Regions from separate parts of the Mus musculus genome. Here all the other regions are linked to region 2. The links are chromatin contacts, called in public ChIA-PET and Hi-C maps. All regions are on one chromosome and are shown on one strand. The core of a region is the stretch at or near the end of the contact, and the rest is flanking DNA. Distances in the headings are between cores, read along the strand shown.

Region 1 (3,962 bases), core at 153-2,652, 600 kb after region 2:
CCCCACCCCGCCTCGTTGGACTATAACCTCTTTGTTTCTGTCTCTAGATTACCTTCGACAACACAGCCCACAGTGGGAAAATCAAAATCTATCTCAACAGCGAGGCCAACATCGAAGAGTGTAAAAACATGAACATATCTGGGTCTAGTAAGTGTACCGTTCAGCCTGTTGTCTGTGGGTTAGAGGAGGTTTGGGGGGCTTAGGGAACCCACGTGATTCGTATGGAAGGTGGTGGGGAAAACGTTTCAGAAAAACAGTTCAAACGCTAGTCCTGAGCGAGTGGTCCAAGTCAGCAAGTGTTTATTGTTTCTTGAGTCAGTGGTTTACGCAGTTCGCCTTTGCAGCAAGATGGCCTGGGTTTGCATTCTGGTTCTGTGAGCCACGGCTGGAGGCTTGGACCTATTGCTTGGCCTCTCTGTCTTAGCAGTTTTCTCTACAAAGCAAGAGCAATGGCTGTACTTATTGAGGGGGTTGGTGCCGAATGCTGGGAGCAGAAGTCATCAGAGTTGCTCCGCAACTCATCAGCGAGGAGAGGCCTTAGGGAGGGACATCTATGTGACCAGATCCTTGGGGTGCTATGGGTAGCCATAGCCAGGGAAGTATGGAAGGTCTGAGTAGGAAGGGAAATGATCATTTTGACCGAGCTCAGTGGGAATCCTGAATTCTCGGAGGAGGTATGTTCTGATCCAAGCCTTGGACAAAGGAGAAGAGTGGAGACCTCAGGGTGCATCTTGAATAAACACGGGGACATCTCCTCCGTCACCCGATGGTCCACATGCTTAAATAGCCTTGTTGAGCTAGCGATGACATCATGTACTGTAATCTCAGCTATGCAGGAAGAAACTGGGAGATTTTGACTTCAAGACCAGCCTAAACCACTTTGTGGGGGAGGGTGTTCCTGTCTCAAAAGAGGAGTGTAAGATATGTGCATCCTGCTTTGATTATTAGTGGTCAGGGCGATGTCTCTGAGTGTGGTGAACTGGCAAGCTCCGTTTACACGAACTCACTTGGGCCAGATGACCAGAAAGACAAATATGAGTCACGTGGTTTTTTATTCCAACAGGTGACTCATTCCTTTTCAGCTGTACAACGGCTGATGATTTCGAAGTTTTCTCTTTTTTTTTCTAGCTTTGGTTTCAGTCATTCCTCTAAAGGAAGCACACAGATTGGGTTCCTGATAAAATGGATTTTCTATTTCGCAGCAGATACTCAAAGACCAGCACCATCAAGGCAGTCCTCAGGTCCAAGTAAAGGCTGAAGCTATGTCTTGGTGGTGTGGGGGAACGTAACCTTTGCCATATATAAACTGTGATTTGCAATAGTCACTGTGAGACTGGACGTGTGCCTCATGGCTCCCCAATGATCCTCTCACCACGCATGCCAGAACGGAAGAGCTCTTGCTCCCCCCTGTGGCCAACAGAGAGAAGCAGACCTAAAATGTGATTCTTACGGCCATGTCTTAGAAACTCGACCTTATCACTAGGAAGACATGAATTTAAAATAAATCAAGGGGTTTTAAAAATCATTAAAAATATGAGGTTTAGAAACCAGTTTAGAAGATGGGTTGTGCTGCCTCTTCCATTTGAAGCCGTGGACTGAGAAGCTCTGCCTAAGAGAGGCCAGAGGCGCCACCTGGTGGGCACTGGCCGCTGTTGTCCAAGTATTCTGATGCTCTCTTCTCACCCAGCTTCCCAGCTGCTGCTTGCTTCCTCTTGGCGTTATCTACAATTATCCACATCTCCTCAAAGCAAAAACCGGTAATGTCCACGTTCACAGACATCTGCTTCCCAAGGAGCCTTCTCTGAGTGCGCTTCTGCTCTCCAGAACTTATATTTTATATACTATAGTTTATAGCCAGCCACACGAGGCTTTAGAAGAATGGGGTGGGCAGGGCTCCCTCTGATGGAGATGTAATGGTATATATTTATTGCAGAGCTGACAGTTAGTAAGCTTGGATAGCCCGAGTCAGAGTTCCTTAGGCAGATGGTGGGAGAGCGTCTGTGCACATCAGGTATCTGGGAGGGTGGAGTGAGTGGGGTGTGCCATTACTCAGAGTGGCAGGACATATTTCTGAACCAGTGTTTTCCAAACTCAGATTTGGAAGAGCTTTCTGAAATGCAATATGGCTTCAGTGGGGTAAGCAATCTATGGCTGCTGGATGTTCCCAACACTTGGGAAGCTGAGGCAGGAGAATTCCCACTACTTCACATTCAGCATAGGTTGCTGTGTTCGTTACTTTTTTGTTGTTGCTGAGATAAAACACCATGACCAAGGTGACCTAGAGAAGGAAGAATTTATTGGGGCTTACAGGATGAAAGTCCATCATGACAGGTAGACGTGGCAGCAGACCATAGACATGGAGACCTAAGCTGAGGGCTCACACCTTAACCTACAACCAAGAAGCAGAGAGAGGAGGAGTCGGGGGAGAAGGTGGTGGAGGGGAAAAGAGGGAGGCTGTGAGATGATGTCTTCTAGGCAAGCCACAGCCATTTCAAACACATTTCGTCCTCAGACTCAGCAGTTTCGAGTCAAAGGCCTTCCCTGGGAATGCATAAGACCAGGCGGGTCGACAGTCAGACAAGAGTGGAGGAGGGGCTCAGGGGACCTACGGCACACTGAGGAGCTGTACGCAACACAGATTCAGTGAGGCAGAAACCACTGCGTTCTGGTGGCTTCCCGTTCGTGACCCCACCAGGCTCCAACCCTCCGGGCTCCGACACAATGTTCTGGCCAACGGTCACACAGATGGGTCACAAACCAGATCACGAATCTGAGTGGGGGGGGGACTAGGTATTGATAAGAAAGAGAGAGAGAGATGAGAGGACAGGGCATGAGGTTAGAGTACGTTATATAAACATATCAAGCTGTCAAGCAGCAGAATTAATCAATAAAAAGAAAAATCTGAAACTTGACCCCTAAAACAAATCATGTGAGCAGGTGTGTGTGAAGTACGGCTCTGGCCAAATGCAAGTGTGTGTGGCTTGTGGATGGTCCCCTAGGCAGGAACAGAGACAAGGGAGACCGATCCAGTCATAGTGAGGCCGGGGAGAGCAGCAGCCACAATGTGGGGCCATGTAGTCTAAGAGCAGCTACACTTACAGATCAGCCTCTCTTGTCCCGTCCCCCCCGCAACCCCCACCCCCGCACTGTACGTTCCAAACACTCATTCGCTCGCTCGCTCACTCACTCACTCACTCCTCAGTCCCTGAGTTCCTTTCTTGGTGTTGACACACAGGAAAGGCATCTCAGACTGGCTTCTGGCAGGACGGTGTACCTTGAAACAGAGGAGCACAAGTGGGACCTCTCAGTGTGGCATTTAACTTTGCTCTCTTAATTGATAAGGGGAACTCATTGTCTGTGTTGCTGTGTGAAGCAACGCAGGCCATGGTGGCCTCTTCTGAATGGAGCCCAACGGGATTGCATTCTGTTGGATTCTGTTCTGCAGTAAATATTTATAAAGAGCTTAAGTGCGTTGATTAACACCGCCTACGTTTGTAAGTGCACGGCCCTTCCCTCCAGGGTGTGTTGGCTTGTCTGTGGAGTGCGGTATGCTGTTGCTTCTGATGGTTGCCGCTTTAACAAGAGAAAGGGGTCTTTCCCTTGAATTTCCCTTCAGACTACCATTTGCTGAAAAGACTACTCTCCACAATGTGTGCGAGGCGTACTTCCCATTTGTACTCTGCCTTGCTCTGCAGCTCAGAGAAGCACTCACTACCTCCTGGTGTTTGATGTGTTCGTCATTATGATCTGCCTGGCATCCCTTATCCTGTGCACGAGATCCATTGTTCTTGCTCTGAGGCTGAGGAAGGTAAGAGAGAAACTCCCCTGTCTCCCTCCACTCAGCCAACAGCCTGCATTTGTCTAAATCAAGGGAATAAAATGGCAGCATCCAGGCAGGCATGGTACAGGAGGAGCCAAGTGTTCTACATCTTCATCTTAAGGCTGCTAGCAGAATACTGACT
Region 2 (4,060 bases), core at 213-2,712:
AGTATTTTTCCGCTATTAATTAGAACACAAATGTTATTGGTAGAAGTACGAATGACACTTCTGTAAATAACCTCAATACAATCACCAGCTCACCAAGTTGGACTTGAGTGGAATCCTTTGGTCTGTTGTCAGTTCCTTCCTGGGGTGAATAGACATTTTTTTTTGTTTTCTCAAATTTCAAGAAGCTATAGAAAAAGTCAAAGGTCAGAGATTCTGCCTTTTTAGGCTTCCCTGGTTGGCAAACCGATGACTTCTCACATTTCAGTACCCTTCTCTACGTGCATCCATCCCACTTATATGCAAATTCCCTCTTATTAAACACACCAGTCAGAGCTGGGCGTGGTGGCGCGTGCCTTTAATCCCAGCACTCGGGAGGCAGAGGCAGGTGGATTTCTGAGTTCGAGGCCAGTCTGGTCTACAAAGTGAGTTCCAGGATAGCCAGGGCTATACAGAGAAACCCTGTCTCGAAAAACAAAAAAAAAAAAAACAAAAAAAAAAAAAAAACAAAAAACAAAAAAACAAAAACAAAAAACCACCAGTCAGATTGGGCTAGGGCCCAGCCAAAGGCCTTATTTTAAGTGTTATGCCCTTAAAAGCCTTGTCTTCGAATATAGTCAAAATTCTGAGGTATTGGGGTATAGTGCTTCACTATACGGATATTAGGGGCTACAATTACCCTGTGACAGCCAGCGTTTCAGTTGCCGGCTGTAGATCTTTTTGTAGTTGGTTCCCATGCATAGTTTCATGTAATCTTTGTGGGAGCAGATGAGAGTGTCTCTCCTCCCCTTCCTCTTTTTCCTTCTCCTATTTGTTTTGTTTTTGAAACAGCCCTGACCCTAGGAACTTACTATGTAGACCAGGCTAGCCTTGAAGGTTACAGAGATCCTCCTGCCTCTGGCTTCTAAATGCTAGGATTAAAGGCGTTTTTGGATGTCCTGGTCCCTAGTATACAGTGAAGAAACCTTAGACCAACGGTTCTCAACCTGTGGGTCGCGACCTCTTTGCTAAACCTCTGCTCCCCCTCTCCACCCACCCCCCAGGAGTATTTATAGTACGATTCATAACAGTAGCAAAATTATAGTTATGAAGTAGACACAAAAATAACTTTATGGTTGGAGGTCACCACAACATGAGGAACATAAAGATCCACACCACTGGTAAGGTTACGAACCACCGCTTTATACAGTCTAAACTTTGGAGGAACATGGGAGTCTGTATCTATTGCCATGCATTATTAGAATTAATCCTTAATACTGATTAAAGTGGGTCACTTATTTGAGACAATAATTCCAGTTCCCAAGACAGCAGTTTCAGCGCCTGAGAAAGGATGTGGCAAGATCCCCGCCCCTGGGTGGGAGTCCTGGTGGGCGTGGTCTCACCTGGCTTTAAGGAGTGGGGCCGGAAAGCCGCCGTGCCGTAAAGAACGCTACACGTCGTGAAGAGTCGTGGCCGGAACAGCTGCTTTACGGCTAGCTCGGCTTCCCGCAGGCGTGCAGAGCTTGCCGCGGCTGCTTTGCTGCACGTGTGGCGCTGTCGGCGGTTCGTTTGGTAATCTCTCTTATTGGCTTGGTGGTGCCACCGTGAAGAACGGAGTGGCAGCTTCGGCCTAGGCTCGTGAGCTCATGGAATCTGCAGCTGAGAAGGAAGGGACTCCGGGAGGAGGTTCCCAGAGGGTAGCGGAGGGGGCGCGGCCGAGGCCTGCGGCTGGTGGGGAGGGAGCCAGGGACTTAGACGGGAGCCCAGAAGCTGGCGATGGAGAGGAGAGGAACGGACTGGCAGGAACTAAGACCACGGAGGATGCGGAGGAGATAAAGATGGACTTAGCTGTGGTGAAGCAGGAAGTAGTAGACTGGTCGGATTTAGACAGTGGTGTTGCGGACAGCCAGTGGGTGAAGCAGGAGGTGGAGGGCGGGCCCGAGGTGAAGGATGAGAAAGGCGTGTTGGAAGTGAAGCAGGAGGCGGATAGTAGCCTGGTGGTGAAAGAAGAGGAGGTGGATGAGCCAGAAGTGAAGGAAGAGAAGGTGAAGGTGAAGGAGGAGGTGACGGACTGGGAAGAAGTGAAGGAGGAGGACTTGACCATAAAACAGGAGTTGTTTGTTGGTCAGAACGTAAAGGAAGAGCAAGTGATGGATGCAGCGCCTATAAAAGAAGAGGGTTCCCTCAAGAGCGAAGCGATGGAAGACGCGAAGGTGAAGGAAGAGCCCCAGATGAACCCCCGAGTGGGCAGCAAGAGGAAATTGGCTCTGTCAAGGTAGGGCGGGGAGAAAACCCAGATGGGAAATAGACTACTGGGTGGACGAGTCCTTAACAGCAGAAAGTGAGGTAAGTTAAACCAGGCGTGACGTGGGTCCCTGAAGTCTGAGTGGTGAAGTTCAGGTTGGGCGTGACGCTTTCGAGGACACAGTGTGATGTGACTGTGTCCAGAAGGGTATGGCCAGGTTAGGGAGTGAAAATTCTGGGCATCAGAAGGCCTTTGTGGAGCCAGAGCTTGTTAAATAAGAAACGCTTTCGCAGTCTTTCTTTTAGAGAGAATAGGATTAGAGGCGCCATCCAATATAAACCAAAAACCAGCAAGTGGGTAGACTAATAGACACATGTCAACTTACTCTTGAATTTATTCCGGGCTCCTATGAATGTTCGTTTCTTGGATGTAGTCTCTTTAATGTGCTCATGTGACAGTACAGAAGATCAGATTGTGGTCAGATTCAGTCTCAAACTCCTTGAGCTGATAGAACTGACTGGTACCAGGTACACTTTGGTTCTCAGTATCACCAGACCCTAGAAGACCGAGGACAGATGAATCATACCATTATTTGGGTGTTCATTCTGAATTCGCTGTGGAACTGGGGAAAGGGCACACATTGCTGCCAGTCTGGGATTCATCCTTCCTTGTTTCTCCGGTGTATATGTTTTTAAAATACTCATATGTAGCTCATGGATTATACTTCTAGACACACACAAAGTCTCCATGAATCACAATTTCAAAAATCGCTGGGCGTGGTAGCGCATGCCTTTAATCCCAGTGCTCAGGAGGCAGAGGCAGGCGGATTTCTGAGTTTGAGGCCAGCCTAGCCTGGTCTACAAAAATCAGCAATTCATATTATTCTCTTAAGTCCTGTAGAAAAAAATGGGCGGGCCAGTGACTTCTTTCATACAGTTTTCTTGAATTGCACGTCATTGTAAATGTCATTTTTAAACATTTTCATGATTTCCAATAGCAGCTATCATATACTTTATCAGAGTTGCTTTGACTACCTGCCTGTAAACTGTGAAATGCCCTTGAGTCCAAATTCTAAGACCGGAAGGACATACATAGAGTTGATTTTGCGTGTTAAGTCTCAGGTGCACTCTTACAGGTGTGAGACTTGTGGGACAGAAGAAGCGAAGTACAGATGTCCACGCTGCATGCGCTTTTCCTGCAGGTAGATATGTAGCTTCCTACCTCACTCCCTGCCTGTGTGCACTCTGACTTCAGGTACAGAGCTGCCTCCTGTTTGTTTCTTCAGTTTGCCCTGTGTAAAGAAACACAAAGCTGACCTGACGTGCAGTGGAGTCCGGGATAAGACCGCTTATGTGTCGCTGCAGCAGTTTACTGAGATGAATCTCCTGAGTGGTAAGTCACTTTGTGCACCACCCAGGGATGCCTTCTGGCCACTGGCACCGTGTCACTCGTTAACTTGTCCATTCTGAAATTACAAGACTATAGATTTTTGGAAGACGTGGCAAGAACGGCAGACAAGGTTTCAAGAGATACTTTCTTGAAAAGACCAAAGCGCAAAAAATATGTAAGTATTTCTTCTAATCTTTTCAAGTTCAGATCTCTTCCACCCAGTTTATTCATTTCTCAGTTGTATCAAGTGGTCACTGCGCTGTGGGGCTATTCTGGTTATTTGAGATGGATCCAAGTACTTACCCTCAGGCATTTGTACTGTAGAGGGGAGGTAGTTGAGTGGGGGAGTTGGGAGGTATAGAGCAGCAGATAGAATTTCTTACAGATGTAAGTGCATGAGGAAGTTAAGATGGTTCAAGAGAGTAAAGAGAACAGGGTGCTTGAGGGGCA
Region 3 (3,836 bases), core at 666-3,165, 570 kb after region 2:
TTAATTAAAATATAATAACATTACTTTTCCCTTTCTTGTTGCTTCTCCAACCCCTCCTGTGTCTCTCTCACTCCCTCTCAAGTAGGTGACCTTTTGATTATTATATATCTTGTTGAGTACACTTTAGTATGGCTTTTGTATATAGGATTTCAGGGCTGACCACTTGACATTGGATATTGGATACATCTGCACTGACTGCTCAGGGGATGCCTTGGAAGAGGGGACAGAATGCTAAACATCAGTTATGAGACCCCCATCTCCTAGAAATGACAGGGACCTCATACCTAGATAAATGTATCTTTTACAACTACCTAGGAAAAGACATATTTTCTCCACCGGTGAGACTGTTTCTAGATTGTCACAGGTGGGAATCTGTTTAGAGAAACATTTGCCAATGAAGAAAGTTACTGGACACCAGCAACTGTTTAATGACCTGTCTTGTCAGTGGGTAGATATAGTAAGAAGAAAGGTTTTGGAGTGTCAGAGACCTAAATAGAAAGAGTTCGTCTGCTAGTGGCTGTTTATGTGACTTGGGAGTAGTAACAAATGTCTGTGAACACATACACTCTCTCTCTCTCTCTCTCTCTCTCTCTCTCTCTCTCTCTCTCTCTCGTGTGTGTGTGTGTGTGTGTGTGTGTGTGTGTGTGTGTGTGTACCCCACACATAGGTATCACTCATGACTTGCAGAGACCAGAGGACTTGCTGGAATGGATTCTCTCTGTCCACCCCATGATTCTGGGGTCAAACCCAGGACTGGCTACACTGGGGGGAGGGGGCAGTGTACAGAATCCTGAGCATGAAGGTACGGTGGGCACTGTGACTTTTCAGACAGACTTTCTCAGACTTTCCATACCCAGTAAGCGTATTTCCTAAAAGAAATTTGGAAAAACAAAAACAAACAAAACTCAAGCATTTTTACCCAGTAGTTTTTGGAAAGTGACTTTTTAAAACAGAGTAGATTTGGAAGGGTGGGGGTGGGGCAGAATATTCCTCAACACCAACAGCCCTTGTGAGGTGCAGACAGGAGGACCAGGTTCAAGGCCAGCGTCAGCTTCATAGCAAGTTGGAGGCCAGTCTCAGTTATATGAGGTTGTCTCAAAAAGCAAAAAACAAAACAAAACAAAAAACAAAAACCTTACACAAAGGGTCCAAAAGGCTCTGTCCAGCTCTTTCTACATAATCCTCTACAAACTGTCCTTTGCCCTAGCTAAACATGGGGACCTTTCGAACACTTCCTAACGCACATAGCCTGGAAACTTAGGGGTTTAGTTAGCTCCACTGCATGGTGACGACAGGAGCCTCTGAGCCGGTTCTGTCCAAAAGGCCCTGCTAGCTTCAGGTTGGGTACTGTAGCCAGGTTCATAGAAACCAATTGTCTTGAAGCCCCTGCTTTCAGGCAACAAGGGGGAAGGGCATAGAGGCCGCTGGGGTGGGCTACTCTGGGCTACTCAGGGGTCAAGCAGACTGGCTGCAGAAAGCTGACTTGGTGGCTGAGGCTGGGGTCTTGCTTTCCACATGCTTGCCCTGTCATCCTAACTACTTGTTAGGGAGTTATCAGAATAAAGACTCCTTAGTGAAGAAACCCATCCCCACGAACTTATTGATTCCAAGAGGGAGGAGCATCCGGTAGAACTCAGTACCAACACTTTACTTGTCCAAAATCCCAGCGTTGGTAGCACGTGCTTGTTGTAATCTTAGTACTCAGGAGGCTGAGGCCGGAGGATTGCTCTGGTTGCCAGTGTGGGCCACATGGTGAGCTCAAAAGAAATGCAATGAACTTTTGAAGGAGTCAGAGGTCTGGGGGCGGGGGTGGGGTGGTGGGGTGGGGAATGGGGCGGGAGGGAGGAGGTCAGGACGGCCAGGGGGGCGGGGTGGACGACGGGCGGCCTCATAGCAGGCTTTCCGGACGACTTCCCTTTATAAGGGCGTCCACTCCACCTGCATCTCGCAGACACCCGTAGGCGGAGCCGGGTGTGGGGACCGTGGGGACTGAGGGAATTTGGGGTCACGTCATGCCCGGAGACGAGGAGACGCTGGACCTGCCTGCGTGGAACCGCGTCCCGGACCTGACTTGGGGTCCCCACCACAGGTGGGTACTCCCCCAGTGGACCATGTCTGGTGGTCGTCTGGATTCCAGCGTCCCCTCCTGGAATATCTCCCGCCGAGAAGGTGTCCCTGAGCTCACACGTGGACCCCATTCTGCCTCGCGTCCGGGCTCTCCGCTACGTAGCAAAAGTCCTTCGTGACAGCGCCCTGGGTCGCCCAGCGCTGAAGGAAGTCAGCGGCCGAGGGTGGGGACGCGGGGGGCGTGGCGGGAGGACAGGGCCACGCGTAGCGACCAGGGTGCACACAGCCGCTTTTCCGCAAAGTCCCGGGGCTGAGATCAGAGCGCTGACTGGAAGGGTAAGAGGCTTTGGTCCCCTAAGGCTTTCATTTGGGGGCCACTGAACCTCTGGGCGGGGAATGGGTCTAGCTCCTTCAGTCCCGGGAGCCCTGGAAAGTTCTGAAGGAGGATGGCTGGCCCTGAAACTGACGGTTTTCCCAGGCAAGAGACCCGGAGAGACAGAGAGGGATCAGATGTTTTATGACTTTTGTTTTTTGGTGTGTATGTGTGTGTGTGTGTGTGTGTGTGTGTGTGTGTTTCTTTCCTGGTGACAGGACTCTGAAAAGATCCTGGTTTGCTCTACCTTAGAGTTCTTGCTACCCCGGGCAAACTAATGCTAACTGCTTGCACTCGGTTAAAAATGAGGCTGATTGTTTGCCTTCCGGAACAAACCGACTTTTTCTTAGGTGGGAGGGTTGCGGTGTGGTCAACCCTGGTTTCCCCAGCTCTATGAAAAGGCGTTCAGTGAAGCCAGGTGGCTCTGCCAAGCGGCCTCTCCTGAGTTTGAATGTCTGCAGCAGCGCAATTGAGCCGGGGAGGTGAGGACAAAGTGGCCTTTGGCTCCTGCTTGCTGCTCTTAAAACAAATAGTGGCGGGCTGTTAAAGTTTTCTAAGGGAGCAGGGAGCGGCCTCTCCTTCCTAGCAGGATGTTCTTGAAGCCAGCAAGGAAACTGAGCCATAGGGAAGTTAGTCTATGATGGCTACCTGAATGGATGCTTTTCTGCAAGGGTGGCATAGACTTCTCAGACCTTCAAAAGACCGGTTTTGAACTATAAAACCATGTTGGTGGGGCTACAGAGGTGTGTTCTTTTCTTTTGTTTTTGTTTTTTTCGAGACAGGGTTTCTCTGTGTAGCCCTGGCTGTCCTGGAACTCACTCTGTAGACCAGGCTGGCCTCGAACTCAGAAATCCCCCTGTCTCTGCCTCCCAAGTGCTGGGATTAAAGGCGCCCGGCCAGAGGTGTTTTCTTGCAAACTCAAAGAACACTGTTGGAGCCAGGTGACAGTACTTGGGACCTGTAATCCCAGTGCACAACAGGCAGGAGACAGGAGGACCCCCCCCCCCCAAAGTTCACTAGCCAGCCAGTCAGCCCTAATTTCAGAGCTCCAGGCCAGTGAGAGACACTGTCTCACAGGAGGTCTGTGTTGTTCCTGAAGATGACACCCACAGTTGTCCCCACATGCACAACACGTGTGCATGCATGTGCACGTACACGAATACACGCGCATCCACGAAAAGAAAACATTGGAGCAACTTTGAGAACGGTGACCAGTTGTGAACGACCCATCAAAATGCCTGCTGTCATGAAACGTGCAAACTATGTCTCTGAAATTAGAGAAGGCTTTTTAAAATAGGCCACATGGCACCTACTCTTCTGTTTTTCCCTGAATGTACGTCCTAAACACTAAGGAGCAGACAACTCTGGTTTATGTGCCCGCTGTCTTTTGGCTTGG

Evidence for each region. A called contact is a pair of places that touch in the nucleus more often than the background predicts. ChIA-PET counts read pairs in DNA pulled down with a chosen protein or histone mark.
Region 1: a contact with region 2 is called in a Hi-C map of B cells, with 2.9 times the contacts expected there. The contact joins the enhancer-like site here to the promoter of Znhit6 in region 2. A contact is called at or near these places in 5 of 39 promoter capture datasets (the C10 cell line, the HPC-7 cell line, HPC-7-derived erythroid cells and 2 more), 15 of 484 Hi-C or Micro-C datasets (B cells, the Ba/F3 cell line, the G1E-ER4 cell line and 8 more), 1 of 115 datasets of contacts at active chromatin or transcription factors (pancreatic cancer cells) and 2 of 9 other capture datasets (adipose tissue and liver).
Region 3: an RNA polymerase II ChIA-PET map of memory CD8 T cells shows a contact between it and region 2, with 13 read pairs. The contact joins the promoter of Mcoln2 here to the promoter of Znhit6 in region 2. A contact is called at or near these places in 13 of 39 promoter capture datasets (the 3T3-L1 cell line, the C10 cell line, the HPC-7 cell line and 8 more) and 1 of 115 datasets of contacts at active chromatin or transcription factors (memory CD8 T cells).

What each region holds. Positions count from the first base shown.
Region 1 is chr3:146,176,464-146,180,425 of GRCm38.p6, forward strand. It overlaps Mcoln2 (mucolipin 2), which reads left to right. Exons shown (of 14, transcript NM_026656.5): 7 at 48-147; 8 at 3,696-3,808. Among named protein-coding and RNA genes, the nearest start is that of Mcoln2, 29 kb to the left of the region's middle. Within about 2 kb of position 1,403, at least 94 of the 459 cell types and tissues checked have an H3K27ac peak or open chromatin away from gene starts, as enhancers often do. A contact at or near this core is called in B cells, cerebral cortex, cortical neurons and 2 more, where this site is marked.
Region 2 is chr3:145,574,746-145,578,805 of GRCm38.p6, forward strand. It overlaps Znhit6 (zinc finger, HIT type 6), which reads left to right and starts at 1,463. Exons shown (of 10, transcript NM_001081094.1): 1 at 1,463-2,251; 2 at 3,357-3,422; 3 at 3,507-3,613; 4 at 3,700-3,785. The coding sequence starts at 1,623.
Region 3 is chr3:146,147,918-146,151,753 of GRCm38.p6, forward strand. It overlaps Mcoln2 (mucolipin 2), which reads left to right and starts at 1,916. Exons shown (of 14, transcript NM_026656.5): 1 at 1,916-2,089. The coding sequence starts at 2,013.